Regions from separate parts of the Ovis aries genome. Here region 1 is linked to region 2. Evidence: chromatin contacts called from public Hi-C data. All regions are on one chromosome and are shown on one strand. The core of a region is the stretch at or near the end of the contact, and the rest is flanking DNA. Distances in the headings are between cores, read along the strand shown. Region 1 holds the start of LOC101116334 (large ribosomal subunit protein eL8-like). Region 2 overlaps LOC101116334 (large ribosomal subunit protein eL8-like).

Region 1 (4,321 bases), core at 121-2,620, 43 kb before region 2:
GCCAGGATGGTCTCTTTGACAACGGGCCCGGAGCGCCTGTGACTACAAAGTTCGCACACCTTGCTGGGTTTTATCCCTGGATCGACTGGACCCTCGGAGCTCCAGTTCCGGGTCTCTAAGGTCGGTGGCGCCCCTCCGGCCTCAGAGCGGCCGCAGGTCTGGAGCCCCAGGAGCAAGGCGAGCCCTGGGGCCCGGAGCCGCCGGACGCGTGCGCGCGCGTTCCCCAGCAGGCGCGGGCGCGCGCCTAGGGGGTGGGTCGCCCGGGCCCCGCTGGCCTGGCGCGCGGTCCGAGCCACTCAGAGCGCCCGGCGGCCGACACCCGGGGGCCCTACAATTAATACCCGGCGCCCGCCCGCCGCTCCGGGACTCGCGCGCCCGCTCTCTGGGAAGGAGGCGCTAGCTGGGCCCTGACCCTCCTCGCAACTCGTCTGCTCTGGCAGCTGTGGCGACGGAGCTCCGGACAGACCCTCTTGAGCCCCTCGCCGAGAGCCAGCTCGCGCAAGGACCAGTGTTCCACGCCCCCGCCACCCTCATCGCCGCGGGGAGTTCTGCGCCGCCGGCCGGCAGGCAGGTGGGCGAGCGCGCCGGCTAGGTAAGTGCGGGAAGTCCGGGCGCGCGGGTGAACCCGCGGGGCTGGGGACGCGGACCCTCGCGCGTGGGTGTACTCTCGGCTCCTCTTGGCCCCCCTCTAAAGTTGTACCCGGTATCTGGGCTAGGGGGAGACGGATAGGCTCACCTGCTGGAAGTGTGTTTACTTGGGCGAAAGAGCGAGTCATTGGCCAGCCACTCCCCCCTGGCTGGGGAGCGACACGCCGGCCGACCTTGGGCTCCCCCGGGACTGCGACTGTCCCTGAAGCTGCCCCAAGCGTCTTCCGAGTCCTAGGACCCGGGGGTGTGATAAAGCCACTACCCTCTCCTCCGGCCCTTTCAATTCGGGCAGAAGAGGGCTACTGAGAATCAAGACCCAAACTTTGTTTGACACAGTAAAACTGACTTTCCAGGGCTTTTTAAAACTCGTCTTGCTCACGCGGTTAATGGTGGGTTCCTGAGGACGCCTCCGGGGAGCAGGGCTGGACCGGCCGGCCCGCGAGTGGGGCGCGCAGTGGCCCCGGGGCACAGGGACAGCCCTGGTCTTCTTGGGCCGGGGTCGGGCCCAGCTTGCGCATAACGGCCCAGGACAGTGCCGGCGCGCTGGCCCCTACGCTCGTGGGTGGCCGCGGTGGGAGGCGCGGGAGTCCCTGCGCTCGGCCGGGCTCCATGTTCCCGACCCGCTCCAGCCCGGGGAAGCTCTGGCCGGTGGCCCGGCAGAGGGCGCCCGCTCCCGATCGCCGCGCCGGCCGGAGGAGGGAGGGCACTCGAGTGAGGCTCCAGGTGAGGAGCTGTGAATCATCCCGGGAGGGGGACCCGGTCCTCTGGGAAAGCAGGCAGGGAGTGGCCGCGGCGCTGTCGAGAGTCCGGGCTGCCCAGCGGCTGTCGGGCCAGGAGCGGCAGCTGTGCCCCGGGAGGTCTGGGGTAGGCTCGGAAAGAAGGTGAGGAGCGTCCCTCCGCACGGTGGCCGAGGGCAGGGATCAGCTGCACAGAGCTTCGGCGGGCAGACAGAAGGACGCTCCGCGGCGCGCCCTCCCCCGGGGGCAGGAGGTGAGGTTAGTTGGACTTGGGCTTGGGGCGGTCCTGCTGGCGGAGGCTGATCTCCGGACCGCCGCGATGGGGCGCTCCCGGGGGCGGGGGCCCGCGGGGTCCCGGAGCAACAACAAAGGCGCGGCGCGGCCGCCGCTCCCACCCACTTCCGTCCCCGGCGCGCCCGGGCGCGCGCCGCCCCGCGGCACCGGCCGGCTCAGGCTTCCCCTCCGCGGAGTTTCGGGAAGTTAGCGGGGCGGCCCGTTAGGCGGGGAGGAGGGGCGGGGAAGGGGCGGCCCGGGGAGGGGCAAGCGTGTGCCCAGAGCTGCGACACTGCCGGCCTCCCAGTTTCACCGCCTGGGCGGAGGGCGAGGCAGCAGCGGCCCCCGGGCGCCTTCCTCGGGGTCCCTGGGTCGCGCCCCAGCGGTGGGAAGTGCCGGCGCCGCGCGCCCTGCCAGCCCGCCGGGCCACGCCCCTCCGCGCGGGCTCCCGGAAGGGAGGGGTTTAGTCCCGGGGTGACAGCGGCCGCCCCCCGGTACCCTGAGGGGAGCTCCAGAAGGCGGTAATTGCATTACTGTGAGGGAGCGACCCGGCGGCTCCAGTTCAGGCCGCAATCTGGGTCAGGTGCGGGGTTAAGCGCTTCTGGCGTCCGCATTACAGCTCCTGTGCAGTCCTGACGGTTTGTTGTAATTGGAAGTTCCGCCGGGGGGAGAGGACGGCGGGGAGAAAGAGGAGAGCTCCTGTCCTCCCCCGAGGTTGTGGTCACTGCGTGCAAACCGCAGACTTAGGCACAAGCCTGTCCTTGGGATGGCTGGGGCAGCATCTCCCTTGTGCGACAGACGTTTCCCGAGAGCAGGACGCCAGAGGAGGTGCTGCCCAGGAGAAACCCGGGGCGCTCCGCTCTGGTGTGAAACCGTATCCCGCCGTAATCTATGGATAGATTTCAAGTTTTCTTATCTGCCGCCACTCCCTGCTGAAGTAGGGAAAGGCCTTCTGAGACTCTTATGTCCACTTAGGAAGGATCGTCACCATTCACTTTAAGCCTCCCGCAGAAAGATGACTTCTACCGTTAAGTTGGGGAAACGGGCTCAAAGAGGTTTCCAGCACCGAGAGTCTGTCCCGCTCGCTCCAAAGGGTACCGTTCGTTTGCTAGTCCCAGTTCCTATCCCAAAGGCTGCCCCTCCAGAGGCGTTGTGGATTGGTGACTGCAGAGTCAGTGGTACAAGCTCTAAGCCTGGATTCCGTTTGATGGTGTTAGTTATTTGGATTAGATTGACTTCACCTGTGGCTGACTTTTGCGCGGCTCAGGGCCTCCCCTAAACCAAGTTTTTTTAGGCCACCGAGAGCAACTTGCAGGATCTCAGTTCCCCAACCAGGGATTTAACCCAGGCCCATGGGTTCTGGCAGTGAAAGCCAGAACCCTAACCATTAGGCTACCAGGGACGCCCCCCGCCCTCCCCCCCAACTCTTAGTTTAAAGCTTAAGGTATATGAAGACAACTAAACTGCTTAGAGTCATCTGACAGCACCAAAGAGAGGCAGAAACAGCTGCGGTTTGCCTCTACAGGCATCTCATTAGGCAGGTGGGCCTAGGCTCAGGAGTTCTATCTAGGAAGCTCGCAGCTCTGTTGGCCTTCCTGCAGGAAGAGGGCTGCATTTCCTACCCCATCTAAGCTCTGACATTGTTGCCACGTGTGTTTAAAATGAAGTCTGCCTTGGAAATGCACCAACCTTCATTAATTAAAGTCATAACTGGTAGGTTATGACTTTAAGATTCCTGTTAGGCATCTGAGATCATCACATCTTTAAGCCTTATTGAACTCCAGTTTATGATATGAGAAGGTGGTGTTGTCTTGAGTATACTGAAAGTGTGTTGTCTCAGAGAAAAATGTTGTTTGAAACCCTGGAATGACATTCCTGACTCAGAATATCCTAGAGCACTGCCAGTTGTGCAGACCGCGAGGCATGATGATTAAGGGCCGGCTACCTCTGCTGCCTCCACCGTCTATAGGTGTGTAATGCTGGGGCTTCCCAGGTGGCACAAGGGTGGAAAATCCACCTGCCAAGCAGGAGACATGGGTTTGATCCCTGGGTTTGGAAAATCTCCTGGAGAAGGAAATAGCAACCCACTCCAGTATTCTTGGCTGGGAAATCCCATGAGCAGAGGAGCCTCGAGGGTCACAGTCTAAAGAGTTCGGCACTACTTAGCAACTAAACAATACCACAATCATAGCATTGCCTGGTTTCAAGCTGCAAGGGTTAAATGTGATCATTCATATAAGGCACTTGGTAGCACAGATCCTAGCACATAGTAGCTGCTCAACAAGTGTTAACTAATAATGAGGAGGTTTGAGAACAGACTTCCCTGGTGGCTCAGATGGTAAAGCGTCTGTCTACAATGCGGGAGACCTGGGTTCGAGCCCTGGGTTGGGAAGATCACCTGGAGAAGGAAATGGCAATCCACTCAAGTACTATTGCCTGGAAAATCCCATGGACAGAGGAGCCTGGTAGGGGGTTGCAAAGAGTCGGACATGACTGAGCGATTTCACTTCACTTCTTGAGAACAGAATCTTCTCTTCCCTTATGTGGAGAGGTGCAATAGTTGAGAGTTAACTTGATCTTCTTCATTCATACAGCAAGGTAATGCACTTAGCTATTCTTGTCAGCAAGTGCTATGTGTGTGTCTGTGTTGGGGGTGGGGGTGG
Region 2 (4,525 bases), core at 951-3,450:
CTGAGTAGTTTATTTTTTTCATAGACTGCATCCCTGGGCACGTTTCCCAGGCTTGGTCTGTATAATATCCCCTGATTTGGATAGAGATGTGAGAATTTCCAATATCAAAGTTAGAGATAGACAGCTAAAGTGTAGGGACTTACTTTAATCACGTAAATTTGATGAAACTTAATCACCAGTGGCTACCTTAGGTCCTTCTGCTAGGTCTAACTCACTTAAGCCCCATGACAGCTGCCAGCCCTACCTAGACACTCCCAGATGTCTTTGGCTAGACCCCAGGAGCAACACCCTCTCCTAGCCCCCTCATCCTAAAGCTGGTCATCCTCTCCAGGCCAGGGGTAGTACTCGCGGGGTGCCCTTTTTCCCATTTCCCAGAACTCACAGCCAAAACTGAGGACCGTCATTAGTCCTCAGGACTGCCATTAGGACTGCCAAACTTATTGTTTCCTCAAAAGACTGTCTTTCCAAATCTCTTGGCAATATTTTGTTGTTATGGACAGTCACAGTTCCTCTTTTCCACTTCTCAGTGTATCCATTGATTTTCCTCCTCTCCTTCAAATTGCTCTGCTTAATGACTAGATTCCTGGCTAAAAGGAAATCACTTTAAAATTCATATCGATCTACTTTTTATTTTTTAAAAAGCCAAATCGATCTCAGGGCCCATAGGCTGAGGATATAAAAAAAAATTAGAAGTTTTGAAACCTCTGACTGTTTAATGAACAGGCTACCCTGCCTGGAGGAGCATCTCTGTTGATGGAAGCGTTTCTATAGAAACTGCACACCTGTCTGACAAGCATTCTCCAAAAGAGGAACCTGGCTGAATTTGTAACAAAATTTTCTAGGTTCCAGCCAAAAGGAATTATGCAGTTTCTCAGCTGATGGCCCAAAGGAAGCAAAGTTGTGTGTGTGTTTAATTCACACATTTAAAATATTAAGCCAAGATATTCAACTAGATTGTTGCACATCTGCTGAAAGGTGACTCTGATTCTCGAGTATATTTCCAGAAAAGCTGTCCAGGGAGAGAATGACTCTGTGGGCATTTTTCCATGTGATATGGGCTTCAGTGGGTGCAGGGTGGGGTCCCAGAGGGCCCTTGACAGCAGGTGGGCACAGACAAAGCACACCGTGAATCAGGGTAATTGACCATTGGGATCAACAGAGGGGGACAGTGATAAAAGCTGATAGTAAGCTGTCTGAAGTGGGTATGTAGGTTTTGCTGGGCCGTGAGGGAGATTATATGAGTTAATTATACATCTGACTGTTATGAGGGTCTGAACATGACTTTTGAACCCCACCTGCCCTGCCACCCTTGAACCCCTGGTGTCTGCCTCCTGCTCCCGTAGCCCCATTGACCTGTCCTTGGAGGTGGTGGAGGAGTAGTCGTTAATACATGAGAGAAAGCCCAGTAGGATCATCTTTCCTGAAAACTTCTATATATTTGAGCCTCTGAAGGCATATTTATTGTGTTTTAACAAAGTCATCTCCTGTTTCCTCCTCAAGCCTCCCTTACTCCAGCAAGAAGTGTTTTCTCCTCCTCCTTTCTGCACGAGCATTGCTGGGTCCTTGTCTTGTGCCATTGCTCACATTAATTATGTGGAAAGAGGCATTTCCCCACTTACCGCTGCTGCTGCTGAGTCATTTCAGTCATGTCCGACTCTGTGCAACCCCATAATACTAGACTGTTAACTCCAGGAGGCAAAGGATTTCTTTCTGTTTTGTTTTCTACTTGATGTCAGGCGCCTGGAACGGTGTCTGGTATGTGGAAGGTGCGTGATAAATGTTTACTGGGGTAAATGAGGTGGCGAATGCGTCTTTCTGACCCAGATTCCTTAGGCTCAGGACCCGTCCCTTCATCCATGAACTTCTTGCTGGACTGACACAGCGGCTGGCCTACTCACTGACCACTGGTCTGTGGGGTGTGATCACCCATACCTGGTCCCTCAGAGGGGCTGGGGATGGGGTGTGCTATGTTGTCACCACCTTGGCGATCTTAGGTTAAACTGTCAACTATTGAAGGCATTTCCTGGGTGCTTACAGGTGTGACATGGAAGGGAAGCAGCCGCCACAGGACAGCTCTGGCATCTGTGGTGGGACCAGCCCCTCCCAGGAAGCATCTGTGATGGATGGGCCATGGCTGGTGGGAGACGTGGAGGCAGGAAGGGCGTGTGCTTCCCTTCTGGTCGGGTCTTCCCTTCTGGTCGGGTCTAAGAGGAAGCCTGTGGTTAAGTCACGTGGCGGCAGAGTATCTGTCCCTGATGGGAGGGTTAAGATGGCCCAGACCAAGCCCTGCCTCTGTTCAGATACTTAAAAGAGGACAGACAGAGGCTGCATTGCAAGGCGTGGGATGTGATTTGTAGCAGATAAGGAGTTAGGTCTATGGAAAGTCAAATCTAATTCCGATGATCTAATAACATCTTTGAGTGGTTGCCCTGAGGGTCAATTCTGGTTGGTTATGGCTTTTTCTCCCCTCCCACCCAACCCCACAATCATAAGGAGGAGAGCGGGAAGCCAACTTTCTCAGAACCTCTGTGCCAAGAGAGTTTATCTGGAAAGGACATTGTAGGTACAAGACTTAGGCTGTAAGGCACAGTAAGAGTTGCCTTCTGGTCAGCTGATGAGTAACTTTGAGACGATTATGAGATATTAATGTCATAACCTGGATTTCTGCTCCTGTCCTCCTTCCCTGTGCGCTTCTCTTTCTTCTTGCTCATCATCATCGTCATCTCCTCCTTGTCTCTCTCACACACACACACACACACACAGACACACACACACACAGCCCCTGGCTGACACTTGAGAAACTGTCAAGCCTTTCCCTGTCAGGCTCTGTGCAGAGGTGGCTGGAGTCACTCTCGTCATCACCAAGTATTTATGAAGCTCTCACTCGGTGTCATGTAATTGCTGCCAACTTCTCCTCCTTCTCTGCTTTGTGCGCCCTGAGCCTTGCTCTCTAGTTGCTCCATGCTCTCCTATTCCGTTCCCCCAGGGTCATCCCTTCCCAGCCTCCCTTATCAAGTCCTAGTCCCTGCCCCGCCTCCACGTCCCAGAAGCCCACCTGGTTGCAGCCCTGCAGAGCCCCTGCTGCCCTCACCTCCAGCCCCAGGAAAGCAAGCCCAGCAGGTGATGCCAGTCACACTGGGGGAATCAGCACCCTGAGCTGTGACCACCTTGTCACTCCCTCCCTTTGCCCATCTCGCACTGGGCTCCCTCACCCTCCCGGGATACACAGGGCACTTGTGGTAATCTGACCCTTTGGCTGTGGCCCCAGGGCTGACATCTAGTCTCAGCTTAGTATAGTCAGCTCCTCGGATGCAGGCCTCCAGCCCCACCCGGTAGTCCCATGTCAACCTATATGAGAGGTGATGGCCCCACTTGGGAAGCCTTCACAGAAAGACCTAGGCTCACAAGAGAAATGGAAACATTCCTGTAGTTTTCACGTCTTGTACCTAGAAGTGTTACTTGGAGGGAAAATACATCTTTTTGGCATCTGCGTTCATGGGTTGGGGGTAGCTGCTGAGCTGAGTGGGGAGGGAGAATGTGTGGAACGGAACAGTGGGCGTCCAGGACACTCAGAGTGGGTGTGTGCACTGAGCTCAGTCGTGTCCGACTCTATGACCCCATGGACTGTAGCCCACGAGGCTACTCTGTCCATGGGATTTTCCAGGCAAGAACACTGGAGTGGGGTGCCATTTCCTACTCCAGGGGATCTTCCCAATCTATCCAGGCATCAGACTCATGCCTCTTGTGTCTCTTACATTGGCAGGCAGATCCTTGACCTCTGTGGCACCTGGGAAGCCTTCACAGAGGGAGTCAAAATGATTCAGTCTCTTTCCTAAGTTTCCATTTTTTTATTAGAGATTTTAAAAATGATTAAATAGCAGTTTTCAATACCCAGTTGATCAAGGTATTTTAGAAACCTTTGATTTGAAAAGTTCTAAGGTGAGTGATCTTTAGTTTGGTGGACAGATGGCTTCTGATGACCTAGGGTGAACTCTTGTATAAGTGAGTAGGGCTGGTTCTCAAGAGATGCTTCCAATACCCAAGGATCATAACCGAGTGCCAGTAGGAGAAGAGACTTAGAAAATACGCTCCATGCAGCCACATGGGTGTTGCATCATAGCAGATGCTAGCTGAACAGGAGCCCTAGTTGTGGCCAAAGGCCGTTGTCAAAAACAGAAGGGCTGGCTCTAATCTCCCCCACCAGGATCCAGCTCAGTGTTCCATAACCAGCTGCTCTGGTTGCCGAAGAGGACATCTCAGGGCCCAGGGTCACCCTCCCTGCCCTGCCAGAGCCAGCCCCCCTGCCTCTTCTCTCCACTTACTTTAGACAAGAGGAAATATCTCTGATACTCTGAGTATAGTCTCAGAAGCATGTCTTAGTTTATTGTCATGGCCCAAGACTACTTAGTAAGTCCTTAGGATTGGAGGTAAGCTGACTGTACTATTTCCTAAGTATCTGTATTTAACAAGTTAAACAGTCTTCGCTCTCAATGAGTTTGTATCACACATACACACACACACACAC

Evidence for each region. Hi-C and Micro-C count contacts between places; a contact is called where the count stands out from the background.
Region 1: a contact with region 2 is called in a Hi-C map of muscle, with 1.8 times the contacts expected there. The contact joins the promoter of LOC101116334 here to the enhancer-like site in region 2. A contact is called at or near these places in 3 of 16 Hi-C or Micro-C datasets (blood and muscle).

Annotation. Positions count from the first base shown.
Region 1 is chr13:34,205,306-34,209,626 of ARS-UI_Ramb_v3.0, reverse strand. It overlaps LOC101116334 (large ribosomal subunit protein eL8-like), which reads left to right and starts at 1,370. Exons shown (of 4, transcript XR_009596050.1): 1 at 1,370-1,643.
Region 2 is chr13:34,163,411-34,167,935 of ARS-UI_Ramb_v3.0, reverse strand. The region is part of intron 2 of LOC101116334 (large ribosomal subunit protein eL8-like); the gene reads left to right. Among named protein-coding and RNA genes, the nearest start is that of SVIL, 33 kb to the right of the region's middle. Within about 2 kb of position 2,200, at least 11 of the 54 cell types and tissues checked have an H3K27ac peak or open chromatin away from gene starts, as enhancers often do. A contact at or near this core is called in muscle, where this site is marked.